Linked DNA regions of Mus musculus: region 2 is linked to region 1. The links are chromatin contacts, called in public HiChIP or PLAC-seq maps. All regions are on one chromosome and are shown on one strand. The core of a region is the stretch at or near the end of the contact, and the rest is flanking DNA. Distances in the headings are between cores, read along the strand shown.

The links. HiChIP or PLAC-seq counts read pairs in DNA pulled down with a chosen protein or histone mark.
Region 2: a contact with region 1 is called in an H3K27ac HiChIP or PLAC-seq map of embryonic stem cells, with 2.2 times the contacts expected there. The contact joins two enhancer-like sites. A contact is called at or near these places in 15 of 484 Hi-C or Micro-C datasets (B cells, the G1E-ER4 cell line, Th1 cells and 8 more) and 3 of 115 datasets of contacts at active chromatin or transcription factors (embryonic stem cells and pancreatic cancer cells).

The regions. Positions count from the first base shown.
Region 1 is chr1:91,918,078-91,921,992 of GRCm38.p6, reverse strand. No RefSeq gene overlaps it. Among named protein-coding and RNA genes, the nearest start is that of Gm46242, 40 kb to the right of the region's middle. Within about 2 kb of position 1,757, at least 35 of the 459 cell types and tissues checked have an H3K27ac peak or open chromatin away from gene starts, as enhancers often do. A contact at or near this core is called in differentiating embryonic stem cells and embryonic stem cells, where this site is marked.
Region 2 is chr1:92,346,804-92,350,718 of GRCm38.p6, reverse strand. No RefSeq gene overlaps it. Among named protein-coding and RNA genes, the nearest start is that of Gm35992, 31 kb to the left of the region's middle. Within about 2 kb of position 2,143, at least 34 of the 459 cell types and tissues checked have an H3K27ac peak or open chromatin away from gene starts, as enhancers often do. A contact at or near this core is called in differentiating embryonic stem cells and embryonic stem cells, where this site is marked.

The sequences.
Region 1 (3,915 bases), core at 508-3,007:
TCAGAAGTACCTTGCCTGGAGCCCATCCAGCTCTCATGGAGGAGGCAGGCCAGGGAGCGCTGAACAAGCAGTTGCCCTTGGGTGCGCTGGGGACTCGGCTCCTGGCTTTTCACTTTTGTCCCTTGGGATGAACCCTTCCTGCCTCCAAGCCTGAGGCCCCTTTGGCTGATGACCTGCAGAGACACACCCTCAGGGGAAATGTGACACGCTAAGGAGACAAGAGTTTGGCTCAGCACAGACAGTTTTTTTTTTTCCCCTTCTATCATAGATGCATCCCTATGTTTTCTCTTTCTGTGCCCAAGTCCAAGTTAAAAATGTGCCTTGAGCCATTTGACACAACCAAGTTGCTTTGAGGCCAAGCTGCTCAGAGGGCTAAGGGGGTCTGGTGTGCGCTAGTGCTGTTGGCTACAGATGGAATGAGGACAGTACTGCCTGGGGGAGTGGCTGTGTGGACAAAAGCAAGTGACCTTCTGGCCACATCCACCAGAGTCCTGCTCTCTAACACCCAGGAAAGAACATTGTATTGATAAATTGCTGCATGCTGTTTGAGTTCATGGAGACGTTGGCACTGAGATGCCTGTGTTCAGAATCTCTGGCAAGCCCACATGCTGTTTGAGTTCACTGAGATGTTCCTACTTCAGACCCAAGCATGCTTGTGTCAAACGTCCTCCCAGCCAACCCGAGATGGGAAACGGCCTGAGAATAGAAACACTGTGTTCTTAAGAACAGCTTAGAAGGAAAACCATTTGCAACAGAGGTTACTATTGTCTATGATATACAGAGTGTCAGACATGGAAACTGGAAGCTGGGAGTTCAGCCATGGAGAGAAAGCTCAGCAGGGAACTCCCACCGACTGCCTCAACCTCCCTGTCAGTGTCTGCTGGGCAACGTTATCTATTTACTGCTGTTCACTTGTTCCCTAGGAAGCCCGTTCACGGACAAGCTGCTCTGCTGAACTTTTGACCAAGAATTCTAGCAAGGTTGCTCCAGCATGGCTTCCCCAGTCATCTGGGTGTTGTGGATGCCCCGGTTTGATGGTGGTTTTTTGTTTTTTGTTTTGTTTTTGTCTATCAGCCGCTTCTATCCATCCACTACTTCCTGCCTGGTCTTTACTTATGCTTGCTGTGTACTTACTTAGATGCATTCATGCATTTGATATTGGATGCATTCTCCACACCACCCTGTATATGATCCCAGAGTCCTGCCTCCTGCTGCCCTGGCCTCAGACAGGCAAGATGGCCTTCCCCACCCAGACTCAAGTCTATGTGACTTCCCCTAAAGTCACTCCCAAGTCACTAGGGATAGGACGGCCCCTCGGGCCCCACCACCCCAGCCCCCACTGATATGAAAATACGAAGTATGAAAACGCCCAAATGAGAAGTGAGGCAGGAGATAGGGGGAAGGAGTCCTTGAGTGTTTGAGCTAAGTCTCAGGGGTCTGAACACTGCCCTGGGGAGAGCCCTGTGAGGTAACTCCCAGCCCAGGCAGTTAAGACCTCTCTGACAGCCAGCAAAGCCCTGAGAGTCCCCAAGGTTCCAGGGCAAGTGGAAGATAGGGTGGGGCCCTGGGCCTGAACACTTCTACCTACAGAACTCACAGCTTTTACATACGAATGCCCTCAGGCCCCTGGAGCAGGAGGGGGTTACGGGTCTGACGTTGTCCCCCACCCCCACCCTCCAACCTAACTCTGAGATGCTGCAGAGAAGCACTGGGCCACAGCTGCAGCCACCCACAGAGGAGCACTGGGGAGGCATGTGGCAAAGCAGAGCACATACTTCTGTCCGAAAATAGATTTTATCTGAAGAAGAAACAGATGGGGAGGGAGTCAGCTCCTTCTTTAATGGAAAGTGCAGGACGCACGGGGGCGGGGTGGGGGGCAGGGGGGTCTAGCCTAGTCTACTTTCCTCCTGTCCCTGAGGACAAGCTTGGAGACCCCCCCACAGACCCTGGGGCATCTAAGCAGCATAAGGCATGACCTGGCCAGCTAGGGAGGTTAGGCAGGTGTCCTGAGCTGGCTGAGGAACCTGATGTCCCTGACTCCTGCAGAGCCAGAGGATCAGGAAAGGCCTCAGCACTGACTGCAGTGACCCAACCTACCAGGCATGGTGTAGCCAAGGCCACAGGCATTAGCAGGTGAGGGCCTTCAGCAGGGCATCCTGGCTGGGCGAGGGAACAAGGGACTCCCCGGGGACGCTCTCTCCAGACTAGTCCAGGACCCTAGCTCTGCTGCCCAGGGTCATTAAGTTACAACACTGGCAAGTGAAGCACCTAGAAAGTAGCTGCTAGGGAGTCCGATCTCTACAGTCTATTCCCACCATCCCTACAGCTGCCTCTAAGGCTTCTCTGGTCCAGGCCTCCCGGCGTCGGCACCTGTGTTACCTCTCTTTTCAGCACGCAAGGGCTCAGTTTCCATGTTCCCCATGAAAACAGTCCGTTCACTTGACTAAGCCCACTCTCTTTATTCAGGATAATTATGCTTGTAAGATCAGTTTAAGCAGACTCTTTGAGACCAGCATTACCTTAGAGAGAGTCTAGGTCCTGACTCACGCTAAGGGAACATTTATTTATTCCTTCCTCTGGGGTATGCCATTGAGGCCTGGTGTGGACCACAGTAACATGTCTGCAGCAACAGAAACCACACACACACACACACACACACACACACACACACACACGCCCACTCGGCCACACCACGCCCACGCCATGCCCATGTCTTGGATGGGGAAGGAGGTCCAGAAAACTCACAGACATTTACAAAGCCTTGGATACCTATGTCTCAGCTCATGCCATATACGAAAATCTGGTCCTCCAAGTTGAGCTGGACCCTGCTTTCTGCCTGGGACACACAGGACCATACGGTTGGGAAGACCTGAGTCATGGAATGGGCATGCACATCCTTTCCTGCAAAGGTGTCTTGTGGACAGAGTGTAGAGACTAAAAGTCCTTAAGCTGCAGAAAGCATGAAAACTCAGGGGTCTCTGGGGTCTGCTGGACACGGGGCTGATGAGCAGGCTCATAGCCATGGTGAAGGCTACAACTCTAGCATCATCCTGTGAACTCCAGCCATGTCCATGAAGCCTGATCCCCACTCTTCTCAGTCAGGAGTGGGAGCTGATGGCCCTCAAGAGAGGCCCAGCTTCAGGCCCCATTGTCAGAGATGATGCCCCTTGAACCCAGCAGGACCACAGAGACCGAACCTCTGCAGAAGATACGGTTACACTGGAACCCTCGGTCAATTCCAGAGCAAGGCTGCCCTGGGCCCTACCTCCACCCCCACGGCTGCCCCAGAATTGCTGGAGTCGAGGAAAGGGTGGACTTCTTGCTTTGCACCTGCCTTTTATCAGCAGCCACAGGACCGTTGGAGACCCTGAGGACATGGATGGACCTCAGGATGGAGCTTGGCATAAGGGAGTCTACATCCTCCTTGTGGGCAGAGCTGGGACAGTCTAGAGGGCAGCCCACAGGACGGGCACTGGAAAGACATTGGGGTGAAGCCAAGAATCAAAGGAGCCACACAGCACACCATGCGGTTCTGTACAGCTGCAAGGAGTGGGTTGGAAATCAAGCTGTAAGCTTCCTGGTAGCACAGACCGGGGAAGCAACCTGACTTTATGATGGCAACAAATGCTTTCACCCTACTTGCCAGGAGCAGCCAGGGCAACCCTGGAGGCTGCGGGATCTTGGCTTGGTGTTTTTTTGGTTGGGGGTTTGAAATGGACAGGGAGGAAAAAGACCCTTCTTACCATGGAAACAAAATAAAAATCTAAGGACAGGGCAGCCACTAGAGATTGTTTTGTTCCCCCAGGGTCACAGAGCAGCCTGGGAGAGGGGAGAAAGAGGGAGGAGTGATTCACAGATGTTTCTGGAAGTTTTTCCCCCTTTCCTTCAGGCCCTCACCAGGGCAGTACTGCCTGA
Region 2 (3,915 bases), core at 894-3,393, 430 kb before region 1:
AAGACTTTCAGAAATAAAAATAAGCACAAAATTCCATGACTTTGGACTAGACTGTGGTTCCCCAGGGCACCAAGATCACATATAACAAATGAAAGTTGGATTTAAGCTAGACATTTTTTGAGATTTAAACTAGACATTTCTTGAGAAGTGATGTTTGAACACAGGGCCCCATGCAAGCTATGGAAGTCCTGGAGCACTGAGCCACCCCCACCTGCCCCTCCCCTCTTTAGTTTTTACCTTGAGATGGGATCTCATGAGAGGGCTAAGGTTGGCTTTGACATCCCCTTGTAGTCTATCCTGGCCTTGAACTTGAAATTTCTCCTACCTCAACTTCCCAGGTGGCTGAGAGGACAGCATGTGTCATCTAGTCTGGCTAGAAAGCTGTTGAGAAAATAAAAGGCAACCCACAGACGAGGAGAAAAAGGATTTACATTTAAAATAGAGAATAAGATATTCGCACTGCTTAGTAATAAAAAGACAATAACTAGAAAGTCTGTTGTGGCTATAATGTACATTTCTTCACAGAATATAGATATATAAATACCAAAATGGTGGTCGGCAAAGTGAGCCATGAGAGAAAGTCAAGTCAAACCACAGCAAGGCACCATGTCTATGTGGAAGAATAGCTATAAGGAACATGAAGGAGAAAGTATTGGCAGGATGCTGAAGGATGCTGAACCCCTACACATGGCTGTTAGATCTGCAAAGTGGTATGGGTAGGCTGGCAAGCAACCTCGACCTTCTCAGAATGGTAATCATGCAGTGCATGGCATAATAACTGTACTCCTAGATGCACAAGAGAGAAATGACGACATGTCAAACTGGAGAGATGGTTCAGTGGTTAGGAGCACTTGCTGCTCTTGCAGAAGGCACAGGTTTGGTTCCAAGTACCTATGTGACAGCTTACAGACACCTCTAACTCCAAGTGCAGGGAACTGATGTGCTGCTCTGGCCTCTGTGGACACCAGGCATCCACAATGTGCATGTACATACATGCAGGCACTCAAACATGCACATAAAATATAAAGTAACTAAATACATCATTTAGGAGGACGTGTTGGCACACAAAAGTTCATAGCAATGTCATTGACCACAGCCAGAATGAGAAAACCACCCACACACCCAATCAACTCATGCATGGTTAAAGAAAATGCAGTGTGAATAGAAAAAGAAGTAAAGGATCAGTGAGTTCTTGCCTTAGTCAGCTTTCCATCACTATGATAAAATACTTGAGGCAACTGACTTGCAAAAGGAAAGGTTTATTTTGAATCAAGGTTCTGAAGGTTCCAGGACTGAGGCACTCCATCCTTTGGGCCCCTGGTGTTGGTGGCACAAACGGTTGGTGTCTTAAGGTTTCTATTGCTGTAAAGAGACACCATGACCACAGCACAGCAACTGTTATAAAGAAAAACATCTAATAAAGGCTGGCCTAAAGTTTCAGAAGGTTGGTTCATTATCTTCCTGACAGGAAGCATCAAAGCGTGCAGGCAGATGTGGTGCTGGAGAAGGAGCTGAGAGTTCAAATTAGGAGACAGCAGGAAGAGAACTAGCTTGAGCTTCTGAGATCTCAAAGCCCACAACCCCTAGTGACACACTTCCTCCAACAAAGCCACACCCACTCCAACAAAGCCACACCCACTCCAACAAGGCCACACCCACTCCAACAAGGCCACACCTCCTAATAGTGCCACTCCCTGTGGACCTATGGTGACCATTTTTATTTAAAATACCACAGAGGGGCCAACAGTCTTTCCGGTGGGTCAGCTTAAAGGCCTAAGGACCTCTGCAATGCGCCCCCAGAGTTTCCACAGCACCTGTCAACATCCTGGGAAGCAAGTCTTCAGCGCGTGGTGTTTTGTAAGTCCCTCATCCAAATCACAGTAATGCTTGAACCTTGAAAACAGCGTGCCACGTGGAAGGTCCAGTCACAGGTGACCACACACTTCAGAGACAGCAAGTGGCTGCGGCTGCTTAAAGTGGGTCAGGGAAGTAGGGGCGAAACTGAGTCACTCGCTGCTCGTGGACGCAGAGTTTCTTTTCAGGGTTTAAAAGAGTCCTAAAATTGGTTCTGCAGGAGGTGCAGCTGAGATCCCATGCTGAGATAGAATGGGCTGGAGGCGGGAGGGGAGGAAGAGATCATCTAATTCCAGGAAGAGTAAGGCCAGAGACATGACTCAGCAGGTGAAGGTACAGCCTGCCAAGTGTGGCAGCCCGAGTCAGGTTTCTAGGGCCCACGTGGTGCAAGGAGAGAAGTGACCCTCAGGAGTCGTCTCTCTGACGCCACACGTGTACCTCACTATGCACTGTAAGTCTATTAGAGAGGAGGGGAAACATTTTGCCCTCTGTGCTGAGAGTAGAGAAAACTGAGACCCAGCTGTCTCCTCCCAGGAGGATCCCCTGGGATGCCAAATCTGCATCTTTTGACCTTCCTTTTGTAGTTTTTTTTCCCTATGTATTTATGGTTGTCACAAGCACAGGGGAGAGAAAAGAACTGGTTTCCTTCCTTCCCCGGCTTGGCCAAATGGTAAATAAATAAATCCATATTTCTTTACCCATTTCTGTTTTCTAGTTTCTTTTGAATCTAAGGTAATGAGTTTCAGACCTAATGGCTGGGGAGCAGCTGGGTAACTCCACACATACACTAAAGCAGAAAATCGTGTTCTTTAAATGGAGGAAAGCGAGTCGCAAAGAGTTCTACCTCAATAGAGGCATTCTAGAAAAGAACAATATGATGAAGCGGTTCTATTAACAAGAGCCTACCCTCTAAGAAATACTTCTAAGGCTCTGCCGGGGGTCTCCAAAGAAAATATACAATGAACATCCGACACTGCAACTCTTCTCACTAAGACCTCCCTGTGAGTTCAGAGGCTGGGAGGGTGAACTGGCCATTGGCTTCCTGTCAGGGTCAAGTCTATCACAAGAGACAGGAAATCAGCAAGGATAGGCCCAGGAGATGAGCAGAGTAGATCAGCTACAGCAGCAGTTCCCAACCGGTGGGTCAAGACTCCTTTGCAGGTCGAGCAACCCTCTCACAGGGGTCGTCACCCAAGACCACCGGAAAACACAGATTTTTACATTATGATTCATAATCATAGCCAAATTACAGTCATGAAGTAGCAACGAAAATAATCTTATGATTGGGTTCACCACAACATTAGGAACTGTATTTATTAATGGGTTACAGCAGTAGGAAGGTCAAGAGCCATTGATCTATTACAGTGTTCAAAACACCCTCTTTCCGCCCATCCCTGAACATTGTCCCATTGGGTCCTTATCCATCCCTGATCCTAGGTCAGGGTCAGGTCAGGCAGCAAAATACTCCTGATTTCCACTCTGCCTGCTTGGGATCTGCTGTGGGCAGCTCTGGAGGCAGGTCAAAAGGTAAGTAAGATGACCTCTGGAGGACTGTGGGCAGCTATACCTTCTCCTCTGTCCCCACAGTCCTGGTCTCCATACAGCGGTGTTGTATCCTTCCTTCACATCCACAGATGACGTGAGGGACCACAGAGTCAGACAGGATGGAGATCAATCAACTGGCTTGAGCCTCCCAGCCTCTTCCCCTGATGTCTCCCTGGTGAGAGCATACAGAAGCCCCTAGACAACCCCTTGAGATTCACCTCCATAAGACATTCGAAGTTGAACCTGATGTCTCAAAGGTGACACCAGAGACAGAAGAGCTGTTGGACAGGAGATGAGCTCAGCTGGGTGGGAAGAAAGACAACTGTGTCTAGGGAAGAAAGAGTAAGCAGTGGGAAAGATGGTCACATGGCTGGTGAGCTTTGAGTGGAACCCATGCTGGCTCAGGGATCAGTGACAGTGAGCCGCAGGCAGGCTAGGGTAGTCAGTAGGGGACCCTGAGGACAGACTTGAGGTTCCACTGAGTGAAGGGAGTTGCTAGAGGGGTACACTTGGCAC